Regions from separate parts of the Zea mays genome. Here region 2 is linked to region 1. The links are chromatin contacts, called in public Hi-C maps. All regions are on one chromosome and are shown on one strand. Each heading gives the region's core, a stretch centred on a gene start, on an enhancer-like site or on the middle of the called end of the contact. The rest is flanking DNA. Distances are from core to core; before and after follow the strand shown.

Region 1 (5,403 bases), core at 150-2,649:
GTATTCCGAGAATCGAACTCGGGACCTCTCGCACCCAAAGCGAGAATCATACCACTAGACCAAATGCCCTGACATTAGTATGATTAATTACAATATTATTAATGCGCGCCTAGAGAAGTGACATGCACGACGGCAATTTTCTATAAATTGCAAATGCCGAGTGTCAACCCTGGCTCGGCCCTTTTTGCGCTGCGATCGTTACCGACACCCAGCGATCCTCGCGATGTTTACCTGCAGCCTTTGTAGTTTGTATAGGCGGTGGACGGAGTGAGTAGTGACGGTCAGGGAGAGTCGGAGAGCCACGTCAGCCGTCACGAAGCCTGATAACCAAAATCCTTAGGGCATGTACAGTGGGTGTTTTAAGTTGTGTCTTACAGTGTGTCTAGGGGGGTGAATGTAAAAAAACTCAAGACACGTATCTTGACGAAGACACAGTGTCTTAGCTCTATGTTCGAGACAGGAGACTAGCTGATTGGTCACTTTAATTTATTGAATGCTCTGATTGGTACAATGAATATCGTAAGACACATGTTTTAGACATGACCATTATATTATGTTGTGTTTTAGTTATATCTTATACTTGGAGTACCGTGCAGCAGTATCTGGGTTGTACATGCCCTTATTGCACGAGCACAGTGGAAAGACAAAAGGTACAATGCTACCCTCTGGTCTTCCGGATCACGAATTTCAACAACCCACCGCCCGTCGCCTGCTCGGTGCAAGTTTTTCCACGCTAGCGATTTGCAGTTGCTTTCCTCGCGCTGGGTCCCGCGGACGCATGTGTATTCTACTATTCTTCCCCAGTCCCCACACATGCGGGGCCACGAAGGCTATGGATCAGGCTAGAAGCCTAGAAACCTGCTCGCGGAACCTGTTTGATTTAGTTTTTTTTCAGACGAGTTTTTTTTTAAAATCTGGATGTCAAAAGAATCTGAGTATTATAGAGATTATATACAAAGAAAGATGAAAGAGTCTATAAAGCTTAGCATCTAAAAAGTGATTGATTCATTATATCGCTATGACTCGATCGATTATACTTTTATATTGATTTTGTACGATTTTCACTAAAATGATTCTTGAAGAAGCAGGCCGAAAAACTACGCGTTTAGTAGTCCGTAACAAATATGCCATAAATTTTAAGTTCAAGGATAAATAATGTACCCGTACACCGAACAAAAGTTCAATGGAATGCCCTAGTGAGTGTCAGGTTTTACCCCACCTGACCTTATCTGTTTGGGCTTATATCTAAACAGAATCCACGGAAACCAAATTTCAGAAGGAAAAAAAAATCTTTCTCGGCTTAACTAAAAACAACAACAAATCGACGAAATAAACTGTCATCTATAGGAGACGGTACGGGGACACCACACGCTCCCCGCACTCTCTCTCTCTCCCTCCCTCCAACTCATTGGCAGCAGCAGCAGCAGCCGCAGCCGCGAGGGCCAAGCAGTGGGGGGACAAGGAAAAGGGCCGACGAAGAGGAAAAAGGAAGAACGCGTCGCGGAGCCATGGGGCTTGGCCTTGGCGTGCGGGCGGCGCCCTTCACGTACGCGGCGCACGCACTGGCCGTCGCGGCGGCGGCCATGGTTCTCGTCTGGTCCATCCAGTTCCGCGGTGGGCTCGCCATCGAGTCCACCAACAAGAACCTCATCTTCAACGTGAGTACTCTGCCTCAGTGTGCCTCTCCCCTCCCCGTGCTGTGCTGCCCGATTGGATAAGGCGCTGGCTGCTTCGACGCCGACAAATTTTTTTTTCTTTTTTTGAGCCGCGTTTTTTCTTCTTTTGCTCGCTCTTTTTTCCCCCTTTGGTACAGTAAAAGTAAGATTTGAAGTCACGTCGACAGTGAGTGTGTATAGACTGCTTCAGGAGCTAGGAATTGAGGAAAATCTAAACCTAGATCATAGAGTTATTAAGCAAATGAAATGATATAGTACTGCAGTGGCCTTGATGATGCGTTTAACCTATTTGCTGTTAACTTTAGCTTTGGCGATTTCGAGAATTGCTGCTTTGTGGGATGTGAACTCATTATTAATTGTGGGAGGTTAACTCATTATTAATCTCTCCGCATACGAAGGCTCTGTTTCTGAGCGTGTAGTATGGGCATGACCTTCTTCGCTTCAGTTAGAGATTGTGGATTCTAGCTTTCATAACCCGTAGTAGCGCTTTTTACCCTAAATTGCACAGTCCAGGTCGCCGGTCGCCCAGATTCTAGAATCCAACAATCCGCTCAAACATAGATTTTACAGGATTGTGGCAAACTATAGTGAGACAAAATAAAGAGAGAAAGGCCATAAGCTAGAATCCGCAAACAGGCATCAGCCTTTGGACCTTCAGTTTTCTGCAATCCAGGACTTTATGCCGCTATTCAGAATCTCTACCTCAAACTAGCAGAGCACGTAATTTGTGTTTATTTGGCTTAAAGTTTGTAGGCGAAGTTAGTTACAAAGCATTTTGCTGCACATGTACGTTTCAAATCACAAATCCCTATCTATTGTTTCTTTAACATAATGGCAGAAGCTCAATTAAGAAGAGAGCAAATAGAGTTAGCTACAGAAGTGTTAAAAGAGCACATGACAATGTTTATCGGTTATATTATTGTTTCAAGTTAACCATTTATTTGGTCTGTACAATTTTAGTGAATCAGAATAATAAGTTCATTTACAGCTTTTAAGAGTCCACCACATGTTTAATATTGCAGGTTCACCCTGTTCTTATGCTTATCGGTTATGTTATTATCGGCGGTGAAGGTAAATGATGTAAATGCTTTCAGGCTTCTCTTTTCTGTTACATGACAAATTTTAGTTTAGTGATATCTTGTCCGTGTTGTCAGCTATAATGGTGTACAGGGTACTTCCAACATCGAATCATGACACAACTAAGCTGATCCATCTAATTCTCCACGGGATTGCACTCGTCCTTGGTGCGGTTGGAATATACTTTGCTTTCAAAAATCACAATGAGAGTGGGATTGCCAATCTTTACAGCCTGCACTCTTGGATTGGGATAGGAACAATTACTTTGTATGGTATTCAGGTAAGGCCATGCATGTGATGGCAAAGTTAGGTGTCTTCTTTGACTATGATTTTGACACACTAACAACACTACTGCATTTATTTTGAATGATTTGTTTTTTTATTGAACAAACCAGAGATATACTGTGTTTTTTTTCCTTCAAAATATAAACTTTGCATATGTTGCCGGTAGCTGGTGAGCTTTATACTTGCTCTTCTTAGACAGTTTCTGAAATGAGAAACTGCATTCTAGTGTGAAGTGAACACTCGTATAGTTATGCAGTGATAGAATGACCTTATATTTGCCTTATTGATCACAGTGGATAATTGGATTCGTCACGTTCTTCTTCCCTGGTGCTGCGCCAAACGTGAAGAAGGGTGTTCTTCCTTGGCACGTACTCTTTGGGCTCTTTGTCTACATCTTAGCACTGGCTAATGCAGAACTCGGCTTTCTTGAGAAGCTCACTTTCCTCGAGAGCTCAGGTCTCGACAAATATGGCACAGAGGCATTCTTAGTGAACTTCACAGCATTGGTTGTCGTGTTATTTGGTGCCTCTGTTGTGGTGGCTGCTATAGCTCCAGTTCGCCTTGAAGAACCACAGGGTTATGATCCAATTCCAGAAAACTAGCGCAAATGAAATGTACAGCGTATGCAGTTGCCAAGATTGGCTGTTACCACATGGAGATAAGATATTCATGTCTCTTTATTGACGAAGAAGGTGATGGAATTATCACAATAAAGATGTAGACATAAATGTGTGTATATACATTCTGTGACACTTCAAAGTTTCAGTATATGCAAAACTGAATATGCTGCTTCATAAATGTGTGTATTTGCTTTCATGAATATCCTGCTTCATAATGTGCTATCTCTATTCTCTAGTACCTTTTTTCTGATATTTATTGCAAATTGAGCTGAGTTTGAATCGTCCTGGTTCAGAATCAACCACTAAAACTGTCTAACATAAAGTGACAAATCTACATGCAAGTTAACTATCATAAATAGAGTTATCTTTTCTTAGTTTTGATTTATTTGCGCTGGTTTGCTGTAATCCATGGTAAAAGCATAATGGAGTTACTTTTATCAAATAGTAACCCGATTAGATGGGTGTGTCGTGTGTGTAGGGGGAGGGGCTATATTTGTCAATTGGCATTGTATTTGATATAACGCTTACTCGTATTTAAAGCCCACTAGTCGGTTACTCGTGCGTTGGGACGACTCACAACAATACCCACGTAAATTATCCACCAAAAAATCTCAAGATTTTTTATTGGTTGTCTTCACTCTTAGCATAATATTTTTTATGAACGCATGAGTATCATAGGGAGCAAATCAGAGACCCTCATCTCTCGCGTTTTTCACTTCTAAGGTTTCGTAGAGCAGGAGGGGAAGAGAAGAGGCGGGCATACCTATACGTTGTTGGAGAAGGACACGATGAAGACATGGGCATCTGGAGGCGACATAGGTAGTATACCACTAGATATATAGGGAGAGAGCACGCAAGCAGAGAAAAAAGCTCAGCCGGAGCAGCTCCAAACTAAGAGGCACCCGCACCAGGCGTCAGTCCGAGAAGGGCAAGAGAATGAGAGTGTCTTCCTAGCCCTGGACCCGTCGAAGCGACACAACACCACCACCAACTCCGTAGCATATGCCAACTGCTACCACGCTACGGGTCTTAGTTGTCCAATATCTCAGACCTGGACTTCTCGTCGCTAAGATAACCTAAGCGTGGCAGGCACCATCATGTCCTCATCGACGGCACACACGGAGAAAGGCTAGGAGCATGACCGACTCGCCCCGTACCCGCGTCGACGAGCGTCGGTCGGCTCGCGGTTGCGACCGTGGGCTGGGGCAACAGGTTGGGGAGGAAGGACAGGGTGAAGGCCGGGAAGACGAACGGGACGTCCGACAACGACAAAAACGATGGTGCGCGCATGATGTGAAACGTCCTCGTGGACGTGCAATAGCCACTGCGCGAGTCGATGTTGGGGCTGGTGTCGGACGAATACGGGGAGGAGTCGCCTCCTCCTATGCCCTATGCCAAGAATGGGGTGGCACAGAGGTGGAGGCATGAGGGGAGAGAGAAAAAGAAGTAGAATGGCGAACGGGGTGGTGGCAAATGAGGCAAGGACCATCATTATCGTGCAGAGGTATAGATGACCAAATAGGCCGTGTCTAGTGAGCCGGCCTGAGGCACGACCCATTTAATGGTGCATGAGCCAACCCGGCACGAGCGCCGTGCCGGAGCCACGGCCCGTAGTGCTGGTCCGGCCTAACATGATTATTTTTTAATTTTACAAAAAAATCATATATACATATGTACAATTTATATTCAATATTATAAACACTTGAGCGTGATATTCTACTGGTTAGACAGCTTCGCCCAGTGTC
Region 2 (4,953 bases), core at 696-3,195, 230 kb before region 1:
AAGCAGGTACCATACTTACTTACTGACAACATGAGGCGGAAAGACTCTTGAAGCGAATGCCCTACGAAATATGTCAGTGAATTCAGCGCTTAATCCACCTATACCCAATTTTTCCAGGTTAAACTCTTTATGTTTGAAAAGCTTGCTGCTAGCAGCTTCCTTTTGGTTGATCACCTACAGTACAAAAACAGGATATTGGAGTATGTTACAATTTATAAATAATGCTTCTGCCACATTTGCAGTTAAAACGAATGATAATAACAATATAGGGGGCGTTTGAGATTACCTTAATTCCTGAATTAGGAGCAGCCTCAAATATGATGTATGTATCACTGGACAAGAATCCTCTATCCAATGGTGTAGAACTCTCTTGACCCTCTAGCAAAGCTTGATTGACGGTGAATACATAGTTTGTTCCATAAAATTCAAATGGCACCCTTTGCCCTGAGGTCATGACCTGCAACGTGTAAACAACCCCAGGGGACCAACTTATCGGGCACATAAGTACCAATAATAAAACTACAGCCATTGATAATCCAATAATGCACTAGTGGCATCTCATGAATAGCATACACTTTAAAGCTAACCAAGCAAAAAAGGGCCCTACTCAAAGAATTTAAGTAACCGATAGTCTCGTACCTGATTCAGAAACCTCTTACGGAGTTGTTGGGCAAGCACAACAGCATCCAGCTGATAAGCCAAGACAATGAATATCAGATGACACTGATCAATCATCAAGCACTAGTAGGATCTGCATCATAAACAGTCATAGCGTACCTCGTCATTTCGGTTGGCTCTTGCCTTGGCATAATCTAGATCTAAAGTGAGCAAAGCCAACTTGAAATCATCAGGGGGGACAAAACTGGACAAAAATATATATATTGCAAATAATAAGGCAACACAGCATCATAAGGATATTCATTCAGTGGACAGTTAAACTTCCAACCTGCTAACAGTAACAGAATCCCCAGCTGAAACCTTTGCCTGCCGACGCTGAATAGCATTCAAGGCAATGCGTCCACTTGCAACAGCATTGTGGTCAGTGGATATACGTTAAGGATCAAACGTAAGAGAAAGGTTAAAAAAACTTAGGAAAGACAATACATGATATTATCAAATCTGCATAGGATTCAGCTGTTCACAAAGTTGAAACAATGTTATGTTATTTTAAAACAACTAGATTTCTAGGCCACTACCCAACGGTCACAATGTGGTGAACCCAGTTCAAAGATCTACGACTGAGCACAACATTAGAATGATAATAGCAGTATAACACTAACATGCAAATACAATAAGGAAACAGATCATTATTCAATTATACACTCATAAAAGAATGATGGTGCATTTCGAAGTTAATTCATCATTCAAGGCTTTTACACTGCAACTAAATGTCATAAAACAGATCAAACGGTTCCAGTTAACAATTACAATGCTTGCTGAGACAAATTCCACAAGGACCAAAATTTCAGTGCAATCGAATTTCCAGGTTATCACCACAAGATCGCCAAAGCTCAAATATAGTACCAGAATCAAAACATCAACGCGCGGAATTCCGTAGACCCAGGATTCAAACTGAAGCTACACCAGATCAAAGCGCCAGGCAAGCTCTCGTGCGACAGAGATCTCAGAATAAACTGTGCAGACGAGGGACTACGAGACCGTCTACAAAAGGATATCGTAGGGTGAAGACCCAGGCGTCAGCGACGAGGGCGAGCCCGTTGGGGAAGCGGCGGAGGTCAGCGGGAGAGACGTATGCGCAGTTGGTAAGGGCCAGCTCCTGGTTCGGCGTGCTGACTACCTCCATGGACGCGCCCCCGTCCCCGCCCTGATCCTGGTGATACCTTCCCGCCATGGCCGCGGCGCCGCTGCGGTGGTGAGATCTCGCTCGCAGGAGGAGATCGTAGCGGTGCGTGTGATGTCCCGCAGCTCTGATGCCTGAAGGTCGAGCACCGCCGCTGCTGGCGCCGGATCGGCCGTGCCTACCTGACCGATACGATGGGTGACAGCGTGTAGCATTAATGGGCTTTTATTTGGGCTGGACTTGAAGTATCTGCGCATCATTGTTTGGACTACAGTTGCACGTCATGGGCCAAGGCAACAGGAAGATAAAGATTGGAACAACGTGGTGTATCGGTCCTTCGGTTTTCTGGTGTCCAGCAACCGATCAAAACACCGTTTGAAGCACCAAAAATGGTGGACGGGCCGGACGATCCACCCTCCCACGATTAGATTAGTTTAGGCCATTATTCTTATCTCGTGTGTGACACGTAAAAGTTATTGGCTATCGCTTAGAAATATGTCTAGACCTCATCCTCTATAAATATAATGGGGTACGGCCGATTGAGAACCACCGAACACATTCTAATCGAACCAATTACTTTCTTTATCATTTCTGCTCTAGGAGTAGATGTAGCGTAGTTCTAATTGTAACCTTTCGCACATTCACCTTCACCCCCTATTCGACTCTACGTCGTCTAGATCCGTCTTGGGTGGTCTGGCGACCCCATGACGACCCTAGGATCTTACGCCTTCCTGGGGCAAGATCTAGTTGTCCACCTATGGTCTCTTCCTCGAATTGATCTCTTAATTCCTATGCGACTACACGTCGTCTAGGGACGTCCCGGGTGAGCTGTCGACCAGGGCGCCCTAAAATCTCTTCCCCCAGGGGGCGAGATCTAGGTTCCAGCGAGGAGGAGGAAGACCCTACACCATAGCGGACCGTCCGGGCCTGTGCGCGGACCGTCCGATGCAAAGCAAGGAAGACGTTGCTCCTGCGCTCAGGTCACGGACCGTCCGCGCCGCCACAGTGGGCACCGCCAGGTGGTACACCCTGAGTGATTGGCGCTGCCCAGATCGAGGGCCAACATACTTTTTGGCGACTCCACTGGGGACGAGGTTGCAGATCTACAAAATCAGGTTTATATGTGAAAGTCGCATAGAGGGGGTGAATAGGCAAATCTGAAATTTATAAAGTTTAAGCACAACTACAAGCCGGGGTTAGCGTTAGAAATAAAAGCGAGTCCGAAAGAGAGGGTGAAAACAAATCACAAGCAAATGAAGAGTGTGACACGATGATTTGTTTTACCGAGGTTCGGTTCTTGCAAACCTACTCCTCGTTGAGGTGGTCACAAAGACCGGGTCTCTTTCAACCCTTTTCCTCTCTCAAACGGTCACCTAGACCGAGTGAGCTTTTCTCCTCAATCAATTGGGACACTTAGTCCCCACAAGTACCACCACACAATTGGTGTCTCTTACTTTGATTACAAAGATCTTGGGAACAAGAAATGGGAAGAAAAAAGCGATCCAAGCGCAAGAGCTCAAAAGAATACGGCAAAACTCTCTCTTCTAGTCACTATTGCTTTGAGTGGAATTGGGACTTGGAGAGATTTTGATTCACTCTAATTGTGTCTTGTATTGAATGCACTAGCTCTTGTATTGAATGTGTTGGCTGAAAAACTTGGATGCCTTGAAGTGTGGTGGTTGGGGGTATTTATAGCCCCAACCACCAAAGTGGTCGTTGGTGCGCCACCGGACACTGTCCGGTGCGCCAGCCACGTCACCCAACCGTTAGGGTTCGACCATTGGAGCTCTGACAAGTGGGGCCACTGGACAGTCCAGTGGTGCACCGGACAGTCACTGTTCACTGTCTGGTGCGCCTTCTGCGCCTGCTCTGACTCTGCCCGCGCTGTCCGCGCACTGTTCACGCATTGTTCACTTTTGCAGACGACCGTTGGCGCTGTTAGCCGTTGCTCTGCTTGGCACACCGGACAGTCCGGTGCTACACCGGACAGTCCGATGAATTATAGCGGAGTGGCTCCCCAAATTCCCGAAGCTAGCGAGTTGGAGTTGATCCACCCTGGTGCACCGGACACTGTCCGGTGGTGCACCGGACAGTCCGGTGCGCCAGACCATGGCAGCCTTCGGTTGGTTTTGCTCCTTTCTATTTGAACCCTTTCTTGGACTTTTTATTGGTTTGTGTTGAACCTTTGGCACCTGTAGAACTTATAATCTAGAGCAAACTGGTTAGTCCGATTATTTGTGTTGGGCAATTCAACCACCAAAATCATTTAGGAAAAGGTTTGACCCTATTTCCCTTTCAATCTCCCCCTTTTTGTGATTGATGCCAACACAAACCAAAGCAAATATATAAGTGTAGAATTGAAATAGTTTGCATAAAGTAAGTGCAAAGGTTACCTGGAATTAAACCAATTTACATTTTTATAAGATATGCATGGATTGCTTTCTTCATTTTAACATTTTGGACCACACATGCACCACTTGTTTTGTTTTTGCAAATTTTTGTAAAATTCTTTTCAAAAATATTTTGCAAATAGTCAAAGGTATATGAATAAGATTGAAAGAAGCATTTTCAAGATTTAAACTTTTCTCCCCCTGTTTCAAATGCTTTTCCTTTGACTAAACAAAACTCCCCCTTAATGAAATTCTCCTCTTAGTGTTCAAGAGGGTTTTAGATATAAATTTTAAAAGAGATCATACCAATTTGAAATTGTATCAAAAATAAGATACCAATTGAAAAACTTCTTTAATACAAATTGAAAGACTCATTTTTGAAATTGGTGGTGGTGCGGTCCTTTTGCTTTGGGCTAATACTTTCTCCCCCTTTGGCATGAATCACCAAAAACGGATACTTGTTAGTGAAATATGAACCCTTTTCAAACTCTCTCCCCCTTTGGCAAATAATATATGAGTGAAGGATTATACCAAAGTGAAGAGCGATGCGGAGTGTCGGCGAAGGATAAATATTACAATGGAGTGGAGTGGAAGCCTTTTCTTCGCCGAAGACTCCATTTCCCTTTCAATCTATGACTTAGCATGAAATACACTTGAAAAACACATTAGTCATGGCACATGAAAGAGATATGATCAAAGGTATAAATGAGCTATGTGTGCAAGGAATCAATCAAAGTTCCTAGAATCAAGAATGTTTAGCTC

The links. Hi-C and Micro-C count contacts between places; a contact is called where the count stands out from the background.
Region 2: a Hi-C map of leaf shows a contact between it and region 1, with 6 times the contacts expected there. The contact joins the promoter of LOC100193565 here to the promoter of ZCYB in region 1. A contact is called at or near these places in 3 of 25 Hi-C or Micro-C datasets (ear, endosperm and leaf) and 1 of 3 datasets of contacts at active chromatin or transcription factors (leaf).

What each region holds. Positions count from the first base shown.
Region 1 is chr4:153,242,066-153,247,468 of Zm-B73-REFERENCE-NAM-5.0, reverse strand. It overlaps ZCYB (Ascorbate-specific transmembrane electron transporter 1), which reads left to right and starts at 1,399. Exons shown (of 4, transcript NM_001147459.1): 1 at 1,399-1,658; 2 at 2,699-2,747; 3 at 2,831-3,033; 4 at 3,332-3,856. The coding sequence starts at 1,509. The coding sequence ends at 3,640. It overlaps TRNAP-UGG (transfer RNA proline (anticodon UGG)), which reads right to left and starts at 69; the gene lies at 1-69.
Region 2 is chr4:153,473,013-153,477,965 of Zm-B73-REFERENCE-NAM-5.0, reverse strand. LOC100193565 (Vesicle-fusing ATPase) reads right to left here and starts at 1,945. Exons shown (of 21, transcript NM_001358831.1): 1 at 1,677-1,945; 2 at 947-1,042; 3 at 778-862; 4 at 640-690; 5 at 287-457; 6 at 20-174. The coding sequence starts at 1,852.